Regions from separate parts of the Mus musculus genome. Here regions 1, 3, 4 and 5 are each linked to region 2. Evidence: chromatin contacts called from public HiChIP or PLAC-seq and promoter capture Hi-C data. All regions are on one chromosome and are shown on one strand. The core of a region is the stretch at or near the end of the contact, and the rest is flanking DNA. Distances in the headings are between cores, read along the strand shown.

What was found. Promoter capture Hi-C pulls out the DNA fragments that hold promoters and counts their contacts. HiChIP or PLAC-seq counts read pairs in DNA pulled down with a chosen protein or histone mark.
Region 1: a promoter capture Hi-C map of liver shows a contact between it and region 2, with 5 times the contacts expected there. The contact joins the promoter of Prkra here to the promoter of Hnrnpa3 in region 2. A contact is called at or near these places in 4 of 39 promoter capture datasets (hippocampal neurons, liver and pre-B cells) and 1 of 115 datasets of contacts at active chromatin or transcription factors (astrocytes).
Region 3: a promoter capture Hi-C map of the HPC-7 cell line shows a contact between it and region 2, with 19 times the contacts expected there. The contact joins the promoter of Hoxd3 here to the promoter of Hnrnpa3 in region 2. A contact is called at or near these places in 10 of 39 promoter capture datasets (the 3T3-L1 cell line, 3T3-L1-derived adipocytes, the HPC-7 cell line and 6 more), 2 of 484 Hi-C or Micro-C datasets (palatal mesenchyme and uterus) and 8 of 115 datasets of contacts at active chromatin or transcription factors (cardiomyocytes, embryonic forebrain, embryonic limb bud and 4 more).
Region 4: a promoter capture Hi-C map of liver shows a contact between it and region 2, with 5 times the contacts expected there. The contact joins the promoter of Mtx2 here to the promoter of Hnrnpa3 in region 2. A contact is called at or near these places in 9 of 39 promoter capture datasets (the 3T3-L1 cell line, 3T3-L1-derived adipocytes, cranial neural crest and 4 more) and 2 of 115 datasets of contacts at active chromatin or transcription factors (astrocytes and bone marrow-derived macrophages).
Region 5: a contact with region 2 is called in an H3K27ac HiChIP or PLAC-seq map of thymic regulatory T cells, with 4 times the contacts expected there. The contact joins the promoter of Rbm45 here to the promoter of Hnrnpa3 in region 2. A contact is called at or near these places in 2 of 39 promoter capture datasets (hippocampal neurons and pre-B cells) and 1 of 115 datasets of contacts at active chromatin or transcription factors (thymic regulatory T cells).

Annotation. Positions count from the first base shown.
Region 1 is chr2:76,646,665-76,649,364 of GRCm38.p6, forward strand. Prkra (protein kinase, interferon inducible double stranded RNA dependent activator) reads right to left here and starts at 1,363. Exons shown (of 8, transcript NM_011871.3): 1 at 1,128-1,363; 2 at 461-630. The coding sequence starts at 1,192.
Region 2 is chr2:75,657,858-75,660,557 of GRCm38.p6, forward strand. It overlaps Hnrnpa3 (heterogeneous nuclear ribonucleoprotein A3), which reads left to right and starts at 1,402. Exons shown (of 11, transcript NM_053263.1): 1 at 1,402-1,466. The coding sequence starts at 1,461. Gm39859 (predicted gene, 39859) reads right to left here and starts at 1,080. Exons shown (of 3, transcript NR_166143.1): 1 at 933-1,080; 2 at 362-451.
Region 3 is chr2:74,710,668-74,713,367 of GRCm38.p6, forward strand. It overlaps Hoxd3 (homeobox D3), which reads left to right and starts at 1,326. Exons shown (of 3, transcript NM_010468.2): 1 at 1,326-1,649. It overlaps Gm38462 (predicted gene, 38462), which reads right to left and starts at 1,391. Exons shown (of 2, transcript NR_164327.1): 1 at 1,303-1,391. The region is part of intron 2 of Hoxd3os1 (homeobox D3, opposite strand 1); the gene reads right to left.
Region 4 is chr2:74,824,439-74,827,138 of GRCm38.p6, forward strand. It overlaps Mtx2 (metaxin 2), which reads left to right and starts at 1,374. Exons shown (of 10, transcript NM_016804.4): 1 at 1,374-1,605. The coding sequence starts at 1,566.
Region 5 is chr2:76,368,718-76,371,417 of GRCm38.p6, forward strand. It overlaps Rbm45 (RNA binding motif protein 45), which reads left to right and starts at 1,267. Exons shown (of 10, transcript NM_153405.2): 1 at 1,267-1,711. The coding sequence starts at 1,412.

The sequences.
Region 1 (2,700 bases), core at 113-2,612, 990 kb after region 2:
CTATGTTTCCCTGATTTTTCATGGACACACACTCAAGCGTGGTAGGTACCAAGAATCCGAAGTTCCAGATGTGTCCATAAAAAGGGAAACTCGGAAAATTCTGACGGCGTGGCTACTAGCCTCTGCGCTGGTAACTTTGTAACTTTGAAAGGCGATAGCACCCACGGACTTGGCTATCGGAGCTCCAAGAATATTTCCAGTTTTTAATTCTTAAGAGGAACTTTAGCCGGCTCCCCAGGTACTGGAAAGTGTGCAGGATGCTGGGAGTGTCTGAGCTTCCTTACATCTTAGCGAGACAGAACTAGGGAGCGAAACAAATGAAGTTGATCCTGGAGTCTCTTGTCTTCAGAGTACACTCCCACAGCCATCTTAATTAAAAGGGCGCTTTTCCTTACTGAAAAGCAACATAGAATCAGGGCCTCCAATCCACATGGTCATGGGGAATTAACTGCATACAGACCTGTGCAAGTTATGTCACCAACGGTTACTCTGAAGGTGAAAGTGGGCACGTGTACTTGCACATCGGATCTTTCACATTCATAAACTGGAATGTTCTTGGTCTTCATGCCGTACTCGTGCAATACCTGAATCGGTGTTTTCCCAGGCTTAGCTGTTATCATCTTGCCCAAACTGCAAAAACCAGAAAAAAACGTAGGCATTGCACGTCAAAGCTGAAAGGGAAGCAAAAGCATCCACTTCTCAGTTTTGACAGTCACAAATGGTGACAAAAAGGTTCTGCAGCTCCCCAGCGGCCAGGATCAGTGGCAAGGCCTGGGCGAGCACCTGTCCCCGGGTGCTGCAGCCCATGGAGGAGAGTGGAGAGGTCTGTACAGAGAACTTGAGAGCGGTGGGAGGGATGCTGAAAGAAATCGGGTGGGCTTGGACTAGGCAGCTAGACACCCGGGTCTGCGCCTCAACACTGATCAAGTCCTCCCGATCGGCTAGCTGCCTAGGGTCACTAGAGGGGCGGGGCGCGCAGCAGACCCCCAGGGCCCGGAGGGCGGGCCCAGCGCCACGCCGGGAGAGGGGGGAGCTTTACCCAGAATGCTGCCCGACAGCCGGCTCCCTGCCCCTGCCCCGCTGCCCACCCGTCTTGGGCCTTGAGGCCTCGACGGCCCGGCGCTGACCTGAAGGTCCCGCTGTCCTCGCGCTGCAGCGGCGGGGCCTCGGCACGATGCCTGCTATGGGACATGGCGAGAAGGGACGGCTGGCCACAGCAATCAAGAGAAGTGTGGATCTGGGTCCTCCCTCTCCACGTCGGCCAGTTCCCGAGAGGAGCGTGCCCGCGCTGCCGCTTGGACGCCCCTCGAATCGCTGCCTGCCTCCCTCCAGCTAAGGGACAGGAGGAGAAGGAAGGAGAGGCGGGGCCTCGGCGCGGAAGAGCCGGCCACACCCCCTCTCTGCCCAGCCTCTCTGCCCCGCCCCTCTCTGCCATGCTCAGCCCCTCGATGTTCTTGCTCCACTTTGCCACAGTGCTCAGCCCTTTCCCGTTCCTCGGGCTCCGCCCTCTCTGCCAAGTTTCTGTCCTTCCCAGCTACCGCCCGCTCTCTAGTTGGGTTCCCAGAGCTTCTCAGAGCCCGGCCCCGCCCCTCCTGCGACCTGGCTCCGCCCTCTCTGCCAGTCCGGGCTCTTCCCAGCCTCTGCAGGCGCCTCCCCCCACCCCCCGTTCCGCTTCCAAAGCTTCTGAGCGCCCGGCCCCGCCCCTCACCCTTCTAGGCCCCGCCTCCATTGCATGTCCCGGCTCTTCCCGGCTCCTGCCTGCACCCCGCTTCGGTTCCCCGAGTTTCCCCTCCCGCCTTTAGTGGTGCAGAGAGCCTCAGTCCTTTGTCCTTAAAGGGAGGTGGCTTCCTTCTCAGCGAGAAAGCTAGTAGTAGGCTACGAGCCTAGCATGTTTGAGGAGCAAGGAAAAAAGATTAAGGGTTGGACTACTTTAAGAAAGATTTAAAAATTCGAATGGTAAATTACTAAGAAAATTGTGGATCTTGGCCCCGAAACTTGAGACCCGAGAGCGTCAGCTAAGGGGCAGCCAGTGGCTTTAAGAGCCCTGGATCCCTGGGCCCGCTGCTGTCTGGCGGGCCCGCTGCTGTCTGGCGGACTCTTGTGACCTGCTTAGGATAGTGGTTTTCATTCTTCCTAATGCTGTGACCCTTTAATTCAGTTCCTCATGTCGTGGTGACAACCCCTTCTCCCCCTCGCCAACTATAATATTATTTCTTGCTACTTCATATCTGTAGTTTTGCTACTATAATGCAACCCCAGGGGACTTGCAACCCACAGGTTTAGAACCTCTGCTTTGGGAACATGTGGGATCCCCAAAGAGATGCTGGAGGTGGAGTGCATAGCAAGGATATTTAGACCAGTTTCCAGGATTGCTCTTCCGGTTGACCTGTGCAATGGAGAGTGATGACGTTAACCTGGAACGCTCCACCTACAGAGTATGTTGTGGGTGTGTTAGCGCTTCAGAGCGTCTTAGAATTTGTGAACTATTTGCACAATGGCTCCTGTGTTTACTTAATGCTCTAGAATTGAATTCTAGAAATATTCTTACTGAGAGACTCCTAAAAGGTTTTTTTGTTTGCTTGTTTGTTTGTTTGTTTGTTTGTTTTTTAATGGAAGTTTTAGGTTGATGTACAAAAGTATTTGGTTCTGTGATGGAAATTTGTTTTGGTTGTATGAGAGCCCAAACACTTGGAAGCAAGG
Region 2 (2,700 bases), core at 152-2,651:
TAGCCTAGAGGTGACACATACCACGACTAGCAAATCTGTAGACTTTTAATTTACAGTTGTTATTGTGAGAAGGCTAGGCTAAGTCCACGACAGGCTTCAAATTAGCAGCTAAGGAGACGAGGTCTAAAAACCCAGGCTTCAGGCAGCTAATTAGAAACTGCCCCACCACCTGGCCTGAAACAAGGACAATGGGTCAGCAGTTCCCAGCCAGCCCCCACGCCCCAGTAATGGAATGTCCTTCGAGATAGCATAAGACACAGCCTACCACCCCCCACCCCAGATTCCTCAGCCAGTTTCCAGGCACCATACCCTAGTATGGTTCTGGAATACCTAGAGACAGAGTAAGACAAAGCCCACCTACCCCAGGATTCCACTAAGGTGCTTTAAATTGGTCCTGCGGGCTCACTTCAGGCTCTATCTTGGTAACGGGAGACCCCAGCATGCTGGACTTCTACAGAATAAAAACAGTGTTTGCGTTTACATACTATTAGAATCCGGGGTATCATTCTTCGTTACAGTGGGTGTTTCGAGACTACCTAATCCTATGTTTGCTTTTATTTGATTAAAAACCCAAATCGTTCCAAATCCCTTTGCTAAGCAAATAAACGATTCGACTTATTTCGTTCATATACTGCACACTAAAACTCGAAACTGATGACCACTTTAAATAAGAAACAAATCTCTAGCCAACAGGTAGAGGGCCTATATGGCCAGAAGCCTTTTGGAAACGTTGGAAATCGTTCCATTCTCTCAATTCTATACCCAAGTGGCTCTGCTTCTTCCTCCCAGACTGTCTTAATTTGTAAATGTGCAAGCTGCTAAGGTGAAAACCGCAGTAACTCAGCCGCGTTTTGCGGTCCGTGAGACGTGCCCCGACTGCGACTTGCAGTGTGGGTCTCCCAGGAAGGCGGCGCAGTCACATTTTTCCAAACCTGGGCTCTCGACATTTAGAAAGCCGCGAGGGAGGCGAAGATGGTCAACTGGCTTTCTTACAACCTTAAGTCTCAAGTCAGAAAAGCGTGACTTTCCATTTGGCTCTGGAATGGAGGTGAACTCGGAAATGGAGACCCGCAGGCGCGCGGGGGAGGGGCGAGAGGGGCCAGAAGAAAGGGAAAGGCCTTTCTCTAAGCTGACGCGCGGTCACGCGGCTTTCTCCCGACGTGGGCTCTCGCCATTGGTCGAGCTGCCGCTGACGTAAGCGTCGCTGCCGGGCGCGAACCGCGGCGAAGGCGGCGCTGCGTTGGAAGTTGGCGAGGCGCGCGCGCTCCCGCCGGCGGCCCAATCCCCGCTCTCCACCCTCGGCCCGCCAACGCGGTGGACCAGTCGCGCTCCGCTTTCTCATGACTCCGCCCCCAGTGGGCGGGCGGCGCGCGGATAGCACATCACGTGGTGACTGGCCCCGCCTCTTCCTCTCGGTCCCATATTGAACTCGAGTTGGAAGAGGCGAGTCCGGTCTCAAAATGGAGGTAAAACCGCCGCCCGGTCGCCCCCAGCCTGACTCCGGCCGTCGCCGCCGCCGCCGGGGGGAGGAGGTATTAGGGGGAGAGCGGGGGGTTGCTGGGTAGTTGCCGGCATGGGGGGGCTTTGGCTCGATGGGAGTGGGGAGGCCGGGGAGACCGGGACGATCGTCCCGCGCTTTGCGCTGAGGGCGGTGGGAGGGGGAGGGGAGCGGGCCGGGTGGCCTCCTCCGGGCCCTCCGTCGGCCTGGTCCTCTCGGTCGGCCGCACCGGCAGCCCTCGAAGACGCGGCGGGGCCGGGGAGTGGCTCGGCAGCCGGGCGAGGATGCCCTCGGGCTGCGCGGCCTGACTTAGCGAGGCCGCGGGCGGCATGGCGGGCCTCCGCGGGAGCGGTTGGGAGGAGGCGGTGGGGGAGGGGAGGAGCACATCCGGGCGAGCGAGCAGGCGGGCGGCGGCCGCATTGACATTGATCCGCCGCCGCCGCGTTACGAAATGGCGCAGTGGCCCGCAATGGCCGCCGCCTGGCTACGCCGCCAAGAAGGAGTGCGCGGGGATTGGAGGGGACGGCGGGAGGCGGCCCGGCGTTTCTGCCGCAGATGGCCTCCAGGCTCCGGGCGCGGTGCTTTCCGCTGGGGTGCTCCCGACGTGGATCTAGGCCTTGGCGGGCCTTCTGGGTGATGACAATCCGCGCAATACTCGGGCCGGATTTTCTCAGCGCTCATTTGGGGATACATTACTGAAAAGCTTGCTGCTTTAAGGTGCTTCCTAACCCGCTGCTTGTGCTCAAGTATTTGGAATGAGAGTATTTACAGCGTCCTGTGGTTGAAGTCTTAACCATTTCGGGGGTTTGAGTGTAGATGTGTTTACTTGGAGCTTAATATTTTTATTGATCTAATTTCTCATACTTCGGATTGGCCCGGATTTTGGTTTTCCTGGATTTTGGTTTTAGAGAACTGCGACCACACTAGAAAATACCACGATTACGAGAATTTTGTGTGTATAGAGATGCTTTTTGTGTATTGTCAAATTCATTTATGCGAGGCTTGAATAAAGGGGTTTTACGTGAATTTGGGTAGTTGGGTTTCTGGTATGTGGCTGTCTGCATATTGAATGTTCTAACTAATATTTCCAGAAGATGGAAGAAAGTGAGCCCCCTTTAAGGGCTTGTGTTGAATTGTCTTAATGCGTTCATTAAAAGCGGTTCACTCGAAAGTAAAATCTTCAAAAAGAAAACCACAGGCTA
Region 3 (2,700 bases), core at 76-2,575, 950 kb before region 2:
ACAATACAAAGGTGATACCACTCCAACCTTTGAGGAATTTTTTTTTTCCTAGATTGTTCTTTTCAAGAACAGATAAAACTCCTTCCCTTCCCAGAGCTGCATTGAGCGTTTTTCAATGGTCAAACATGGAGGCCAGGGGCTGAAATGATTGAAGAAAGAGCAGAGAGGACTAGTACTAACTTCCCCAATAAGCAAGAATTGATCGAGGACCTAAAGTGAGGGATGGGGGGGGGGGGGAATTTCCTTTCTGTGGCAATAGATTAAAAGCCCAATCGTGGGTGCTCAAAATGGTATTTCAGAGAGGTAGACAAGTATCCCAAACCATTCACAGCCTTTGGGATGAGTGGTTGCTCCCCCACCACAGAAACACGTAGGAGGCGGGAGGGACCCTAATTTAAGTTGGAGCCAAGTGGCAAATGAATGTGCTCTCTTGGCCTAAACAGCCCCGTTTTCTGGGTAAAGTATTGGGATGTGGCTTTCCTGAAATGAGCGGGTAAAAACTGAGAGTGCCTGCTTTCCTTCTGGACAAGTGTTTTTTTGTGAGGGAGAGGAAGAGAGTAGCCAAGTGACCAACGTTGGGGGGGGGGGCAGACTTGGGACTGGGGGAGGCGCTGTGGGATGACATCCCCGGAGCTTAAGCACTGCCTGGTCTCATTTCCCTCCCACATGGCGGCCAATTGCACAGACGTTTTGAGCCAAACAAAACCAAAAATGCCCAGTAATTCCTAGAAAAGGTGTGGTGCGTGCGCGCGTGCGTGTGTGTGTGTGTGTGTGTGTGTGTGTGTGTGTGTGTGTGTGTGAAAGAGGGGGGGGGAGGCACAGAGACAGACAGAGACAGAACGAGAGAGAACTGACACACAGAGAGGAGAGAGAGAGAGAGAGAGAGAGAGAGAGAGAGAGAGAGAGAGAGAGAAGAGAGGAAAGGGATTCCGAAGAGAAAGGAAAAGAAAAGAAGATAAAAAGAGGAGAGGTAGTAAGGAGAGAGAGAGAGAGAGAGAGAGAGAGAGAGAGAGAGAGAGAGAGAGAGGAGAGAGAGGAGAGAGAGAGAGAAAGAGAAGAGGAAAAACATGGCGCTCGCGAGCTGTATGTGCAAAATCCGCAAGGAATTGCAGTAAATTCCTTTTTGTTTGAAGAAAATTTACAACTTGGTAATAGACCTTTTTATGACCTATTTGCGGTCGTCATTGGCTGCGGCTGGTCATGTGCAGGCGCCGCTCGCCTTCACGGCCTTTTTCCTGATTTCCCAGGCGAATTTGCCCCCGCATTCTGCTTTCCCAGAGCCTCACCCCCTCTTTTTCTAACCTTTGTCTCTGCAGAGGTGGGCTCTAGTCGCCGGCTGCGGGATCGCGTGGTCCGCAGCGGCCTGGGCTCCCGCCGCGACTCCACCGCAGCTCGCCCCCGGTCGCGATTGCGGCCGCTTCCAGAGCCGGCGGGGAGCCCGGAAGGAGCCCCGGGCGCCGAGCCACCAGCCGCCTCTCACACTCCAGCAGGGAGCCGACCGCCTGCTTCAACCCTGGTCCCGAGCTTCCTACCCGATCCCTCCAGCAACATGAGCCCAAACCTGCCGAGGATGGTGAGCGCAGCCGGGCAGCGCCGGATGGATTCCAGCCACAGTCCGGGCCGACCGCCCGCAGTTCGGCACCCTCCGGGTAAGAGCCACCCTGCTGGCGCAGGAGCTGCCCGCTCCACCGCCTCGGGCAATGGGTGCCACTTCCCCAGCTCCCCGCGTTATTCAAGAACCTGGGGATCGCTCTCTGCATCCTCGTCCCTAAAGTATGTCCCTTGGGGCTCGAGGTAGGGTCCTGCTAGGCTCAAAAGTGCATTGGGGACTCCTTCGTGTCTCTCACCTCACCCCACCCCCTCAGAGATCCCTTGACTTGGAAACCCGCAGATCCCGAGCTCCCCTCCCCCAATCCGCCCTGTGAAGAAGAATGTGAAAATGGTTTCTGGACTCCTCAGCTTGGCTGGGGCTGGGGGGTGAGGGGTGGGGTCAGTAAAGGTTTCGTATGGTATAGAATACCGTGTTTCTGTGGTTTGATGGTGGTCAGAACTACCCTAGGTTAACAGGTGTTTTTCGAGGGTTGGGTCGTGGGTGGGGGTGGGGAGACTTCGGTGTATTCAGGATGTCTTTCATGGGTGAGGCCAATTTTTAGGATCTATATTTTATTGGGCCTTGTGTATAAAGACGCTTTAATTATTTAAAAACATTTCTCTAATTCTTAAGGGGAAAATGGTAATAATAACCCAAGCTAGGTTCTTCCTGCATCTGATAATGTGTCAGGTGAATTTGGACTATTTTATGTCACAAATGGATGTTTGCTATGGGAAGTAATATCAGAAAATCTGGTACAGGTTTTAGGATAAACCCAATAGATATTTGAGAAATGTGAGGCATTTCGGCGTTCAAACATCGCGTGTGTTTCTCATTTGTCAGAGTAATGAAAGAGTAGATCTTTTTGCTTTCCAAATGCGTTGTGTTTTTTTTTCCATTTTCCAATAAACACCATACTGCAATATTTCCCTTATTTCGAAACTACTGAACCAAACACACAGGAAAAAAAAAGAAAGAAAGAAAAAGAAAATCTTTGCAGAACATAATGTTGTTTCACTCCCCAAAATTTTGGATGGCATTTGACGATGCACTTTGAAACCCCTATTTCCTGTTCCTTCAGGAACACATAGGGAAACATTGAAACCTTA
Region 4 (2,700 bases), core at 124-2,623, 830 kb before region 2:
AATGAGTAGGCCTTAATCCATTGGCTGGTGCCTTCAGTGGAAGACAGAAGTTTGGACAAACAGATGCAAGGGAGAATGTTGCCTAATGGTGGGAGCAAAGGTGGAAATGACTTGTCTAAAGCCATGGAATGCCCAGGAACCCTGGAAATCCTAGAAGCTGGGCAGATGGAGGAAGGACATTTATTTCTATGTCCTTGAGAGCAAGCATCGTCTTGCCAACACTTTAACCTCAGACTTCTAGCTTCCAGAACCAGAGAGTAAATGCATCCGTTGTTTTAAACACCCAGTGTGTGATAATCTGTCCCGCACCTCTAAGAAAGCAATATACTACTTAAGTATATGAACAGAAATTTAGACAATAAACTGTAATGGAGGGTCAGAGATCTGTGGACAAGAAACAAAATCGCCAGGCGTGGTGGTGCACACCTTTAATCCCAGCACTCGGGAGGCAGAGGCAGGCCAGGTACAGTAGTTTACTCTAGGGTTGGGTGGGAGGTGGGCAGGGACAGACCAAGTTCCGAGTGTTGTTGGCCAGCCTAATCCTTGTGCTCCAGATTCTCAGTGAGAGACCCTATCTCAAAATAGAGGATGGAGAGCAACTGAAGAGGTACTGAGACACTGACCACTGTACAAGCTGATGCATGTGTGTGTATGGGCTATGCTACCGAGCCTGAAGACTTGAGTTGGATCCCTGGAACCCACATGGTTGGAGAGAACTAAGTACCAAAAGTTGTCTTGGGTCTATACACTGACACACACACACAACAACATCGTCTCACCTCTCCGAGCCATGTTCTCATCAGCGAAAGGGGGCTTTGGCTCACCAAATGATTTCTGAAATCAAGTGTAACTTTATGCTTCTAATTTTCTAATTCTGTAATATTTATGATTTTTGGTCAATTGTAACCTATAGTTAAAAAAAAAAAAGATTAGACTAAGAGGAAAGATTCAAGGGATCTAGCGCCCTTCCTTTTACTCTTGTTCCTTCTACACTCAGAAACAAGTAATTGAAGTGCTTTATTCTCCAAGCTTCATTTTGGGTGCTTGGAGTTGAAAGATTAAATTATGTCTCAGCTCACAAGCTGTGTAAGCCTCCTTCTGGCTAGCGCATTTGAACAAATAACCAACACTAATATCAGTCTATGGACCCCGAATCCTACAGTTAGTGGAATTGAGAGAATTCCTGAGTTTCTGGGCTCCAGTAGAACCAGACCAGGCACTTGAACCTCTTGAAGCTGTTTCTGTCTTGTTGAACTGCTGAAAGGTTGCAATCAAATCCAAAAGACTCTAGCCAGAGAGCCTGCTCTCTTAGGGCTCTCGCAGGTCCGGAGCGCGCGGGGCGGAGCAGCCGGAAGTGCCGGCGCGCGTTGTCAGCGACGCCGGAAGTGCTTGGTCGGCCTGGCGGTAACCTTGCGGGCCGAGCCACCGCTGCCGAGGTGAGCTCTGCTCGTCTTAGCGTTGGCCCAGCGAAGCTCGTCAGCTGCCGGGGGAAGGCCGCCGAGGTCGCGCGGGAGGGCGCCGAGCGCCGCGGAGCTCAGGCGCGCGCGCAGGACCTCGCAGCCGACATGTCTCTGGTGGCGGAAGCGTTCGTCTCCCAGATCGCAGGTAGCCCGTGTGGGCGCCGACGGGGCGGCGTGGGTGGCGGCGGGGATCCGCGTGGGGAGGCGGAGGGCTGGAGTTTCCCTGTAGCCGTGGGTCGAGGGTGCTGAGTCTACAGCCCGGGTGGAGGCGGCAGCGGCCATGGAGGCTTGGCCTCACTTTCTGGATGAGGAAACTGAGGACACATGGCCAAGGTCACCCTGCAGGGACAGAGTCCTGACCTCACTCCCTCCGCGGCGCTTTGTTCCCCGACTCCGCGGTTTAGGTGGCGGAGGCCCGGGGCTGGGGATCGAGGTGGGGGCGTGGCCACGGGTTGGGTCCTCGCCTCCCCCAAGGTTTCCGTGGGAATAGGGCAGCCTCTCTGCTCTTGGGTTCTCAAGTTTAAGGTGACTGTCACTCTTGAGCTGCCCTTCTTTACCTGTTGTTGATGGGTCACCCGAGTTGTTCTCCAAGCCATTTGCAAAGTCTGTGGGATTCTTTGAATTATTCTTAATGGGCATGAAGTTTAAAGAAAGTAAACATCTTTTGACACACACACACACACACACACACACACATTCGTATTGAAGTTTTTATTTTGGCGAAAGTGGCTATGATAGAAAAAAAGAGTCAAGTTAATGGGATGAATGTTAATTCCAGCAGTGTTTTCAACGTTCGAATGAGGAGATAGTCACTAAGATAAACAGTCGTATTTGGGGTAAAGTAGTACATTGGAAATGAAAGTATAATGTGTTATCAACTTTTCGAAACGCTTTCCATTGTATTGAATTTGTGTGAACTTAGATTTCCTTTAAAATAGCATTTTATAGGAGAGAGGATAGAAGAGAGATTGTAAGCTTCATGAAAGCAGGGAATTTTGTTTCCCATTGTATCCTAGGACCTGTCTGTCAGTTCTCTTTAAATACCCATGACTTGAGTAAATAACACAGATTTCAAGTAATGTTTCTCTCTGACTTTATCAGTGAGGTTGAAAAAGTCAGGCCTCTGACTTGAGGTCAGTGGTTTATTTTAGACTGATACTATGTCATAAATCATTTCACAGTATATGTTTGTATTCTGAATGTATATATCCAATGTGTGATTTCTTTTCAACAAGAAAAC
Region 5 (2,700 bases), core at 17-2,516, 710 kb after region 2:
CAGATTTCCTCATCTCTAAAAATAGGGATAAGGATTCCATGGTTGTAAAAGGCTCCTTTCAGCCATCAGACTCTATGGTTTTAACTCTTAGTATTCTATTGCTGCGAAGAGACACCATGACCACGGTAACTCTTATAAAGGAAAGCATTTCACTGGGGCTGGCTTACACTTTCAGAGGTTGAGTCCACCGTCATCATGGCGGGAAGGATAGCAGCAGGCAGAGATAATAGTGCTGGAGAAGCCGCTGGAAGTTCTACCTCCAGGTCCAAAGACAAGAGGGAAAGAAGGCACTGCTACTGAAACTCCCAAAGCTCAACCTCACACTTCCTACAAGGCCACACCCACTCTAACTAGGCCACACCCATCCTAACAAGGCCACGCCAAAACGGTGATGAAGACTGTGTTTTCACCAAAATTTCAGACAAACTCCCCCCAGGTCTTCTGCTTGACTAGATCCAACTTCCAGCTTTCTGTTCTAGGGGAATCTAATTGGAGGACAAATCCTGATAAGTCAGTTTCGCCATAATTCTTATCCTTGATGTCTGACTGCTGTTAATGTCTTTTTTTTTTTTTTTTTTTTTTTTTTTGGTTTTTCGAAACAGGGGTTCTCTGTATAGCCCTGGCTGTCCTGGAACTCACTTTGTAGACCAGGCTGGCCTCAAACTCAGAAATCCACCTGCTGCTGCATCCCAAGTGCTGGGATTAAAGGCGTGCGCCACCACTGCCCGGCTGTTAATGTTTTATTACTTATCAACTTATCACTTATCTACAGCCTAAGTTCTGGGAAGCAGATCTACTGAGAGTCTCTCTTACCCCGCGATCTTCAGTAATTGTCCTTATACTAACTCATATTGTACTGTCCTCCATTTATCTTACTGGAACCAAGTCCAGTCTCTCCCCCTTACTGCAAGACCCCAACGCAATGGTCCTTTGTACCTGTCTCTATGGACCATTTTGAGTGAAGCCTGCCTGCTTTTTGTATATTTTTGGTGTGGTGCTTTTGCTGACCTCAAATTTACTATGTAGCCCAGGAGGCCTCAAATGTAGCAATCTGATTACAGGCTTAGTAGAAGCCAGCTTTGGGAAGGCTTAAGAATCAGGCAGGTGGATCTTTTTAGCCACAGGGCAAAGTGGTTTGCATAAACCCATTCTTGGTTTTCCCTGGGACTGAAGATTTGAGATTGCTGAGTCCACCGTGGCACCAGGGGGCGCTGCAGAATGTTCCCGGAAGCCCGCAGACCTCACTGCGGGACGCACCTGCTTTCCGGCTCTCGGCTCTTCCGGAAGCGGAGCTGCTTACCGGCGTGGGGCGAGACGGGGAGCTGCCGGGAAGCGGCCGGGAAGCGGCCGAGAACCTGCCGGGTGAACAGGGCCTGCAGGGGGGCTGCGCCTGGGTCCCGCGTGGGGCGCCATGGACGACGCCGGCGGCTTGGGAGGCAGCGGAGGATTCCGCCCGGGCGTAGACAGCCTGGATGAGCCGCCCAACAGCCGCATTTTTCTAGTGATCAGCAAGCACACATCCGAATTGGTGCTGAGGGAGCGCTTCTCGCCCTTCGGAGACATCCAGGACATCTGGGTGGTGCGCGACAAGCACACTAAGGAGTCCAAGGGCGTGGCCTTCGTCAAGTTCGCGCGCAGCTCACAGGCCTGCCGGGCAATGGAGGAGATGCACGGACAGTGCCTGGGTCCCAGCGACACCAAGCCCATCAAGGTGCGGGGCTGAGGTGCCTGGTTTAGGGTGTGTGAGGTAGAGATGCCCAGGTTGGGGTGTTTGGGATATGGGTGCCCGGGGTTGAGGGTGCTCGCGAGGGTGACGGCGGTATGGGTTGGGGTCTCTCCCGCCCCTTTGCTGCGCCGGGGATGCTGTGCATCTGGTAGGAGAGGGGTTGGATTCTGCACGCACCGTGAGTGTGCCGAGGATGGCTTGGAGGAGCGGATCCCCGGCCTCTGGCCAAAGGAGCCTCTTACCCTGGGAACAGATTGGGTAGCCACATCCAAGGATAGCACAACTGTGGCTGACCTCGTAAGTCAGTCAACCTCCTGTCCCCGTCTTCCTGTCTATTGTGAAAACTTTTCTGAGCTTCCTCTCTCGAACACTGTAATTACCTTCGCGACTAGAAAATTTAGTTTTAGGGTTTTTTTTCCTCGTGTATTTTACTTTTACAAAGCTTGAAGGATCTCTTAAGTAAAAAAAAAATTACAGCACCATGCCTATAAACAGAAAATTATCAAAGTAAAAGTATTTTGTGACAAGCTATGCTATACTGGAAAGGGGCAAACCTAGAAAACGGTGCAAGGTGTGGGGGAATTCTGGTTTGGGTTTTGTAAGAATACCATTTACGAGTGTTCATGGACTGTGGGCTAGAGTGTCTCCAGCCCCTCTTCTATGCTGCACCTGGGCATGGGGAGGGGAGTTAGAGGGTAGTAGGGGCAGAGAAAGGCAGAGGGAGAGGAGGAGGGGGAGGGAAAGAAGAAGGAGCAGGAGGAAGAAGAAGAAGAGAGAAAGAAAAGGAAGAAGAAAGAAGAGGCCAGCCATGAGCACGTAGAGAAGGGGAAATAAATGGGGGCGGGGGGAGAGCAAGGGAGGAACGGGGTTAAAATTTTTGAGAACAAGGTGTGTGCTAGGTCATTCATGTGCGCTATATAGATACAGTCATTAATCAGGGGACTTTATAAGCTCTTTAGGCTCGAAAATTTAGA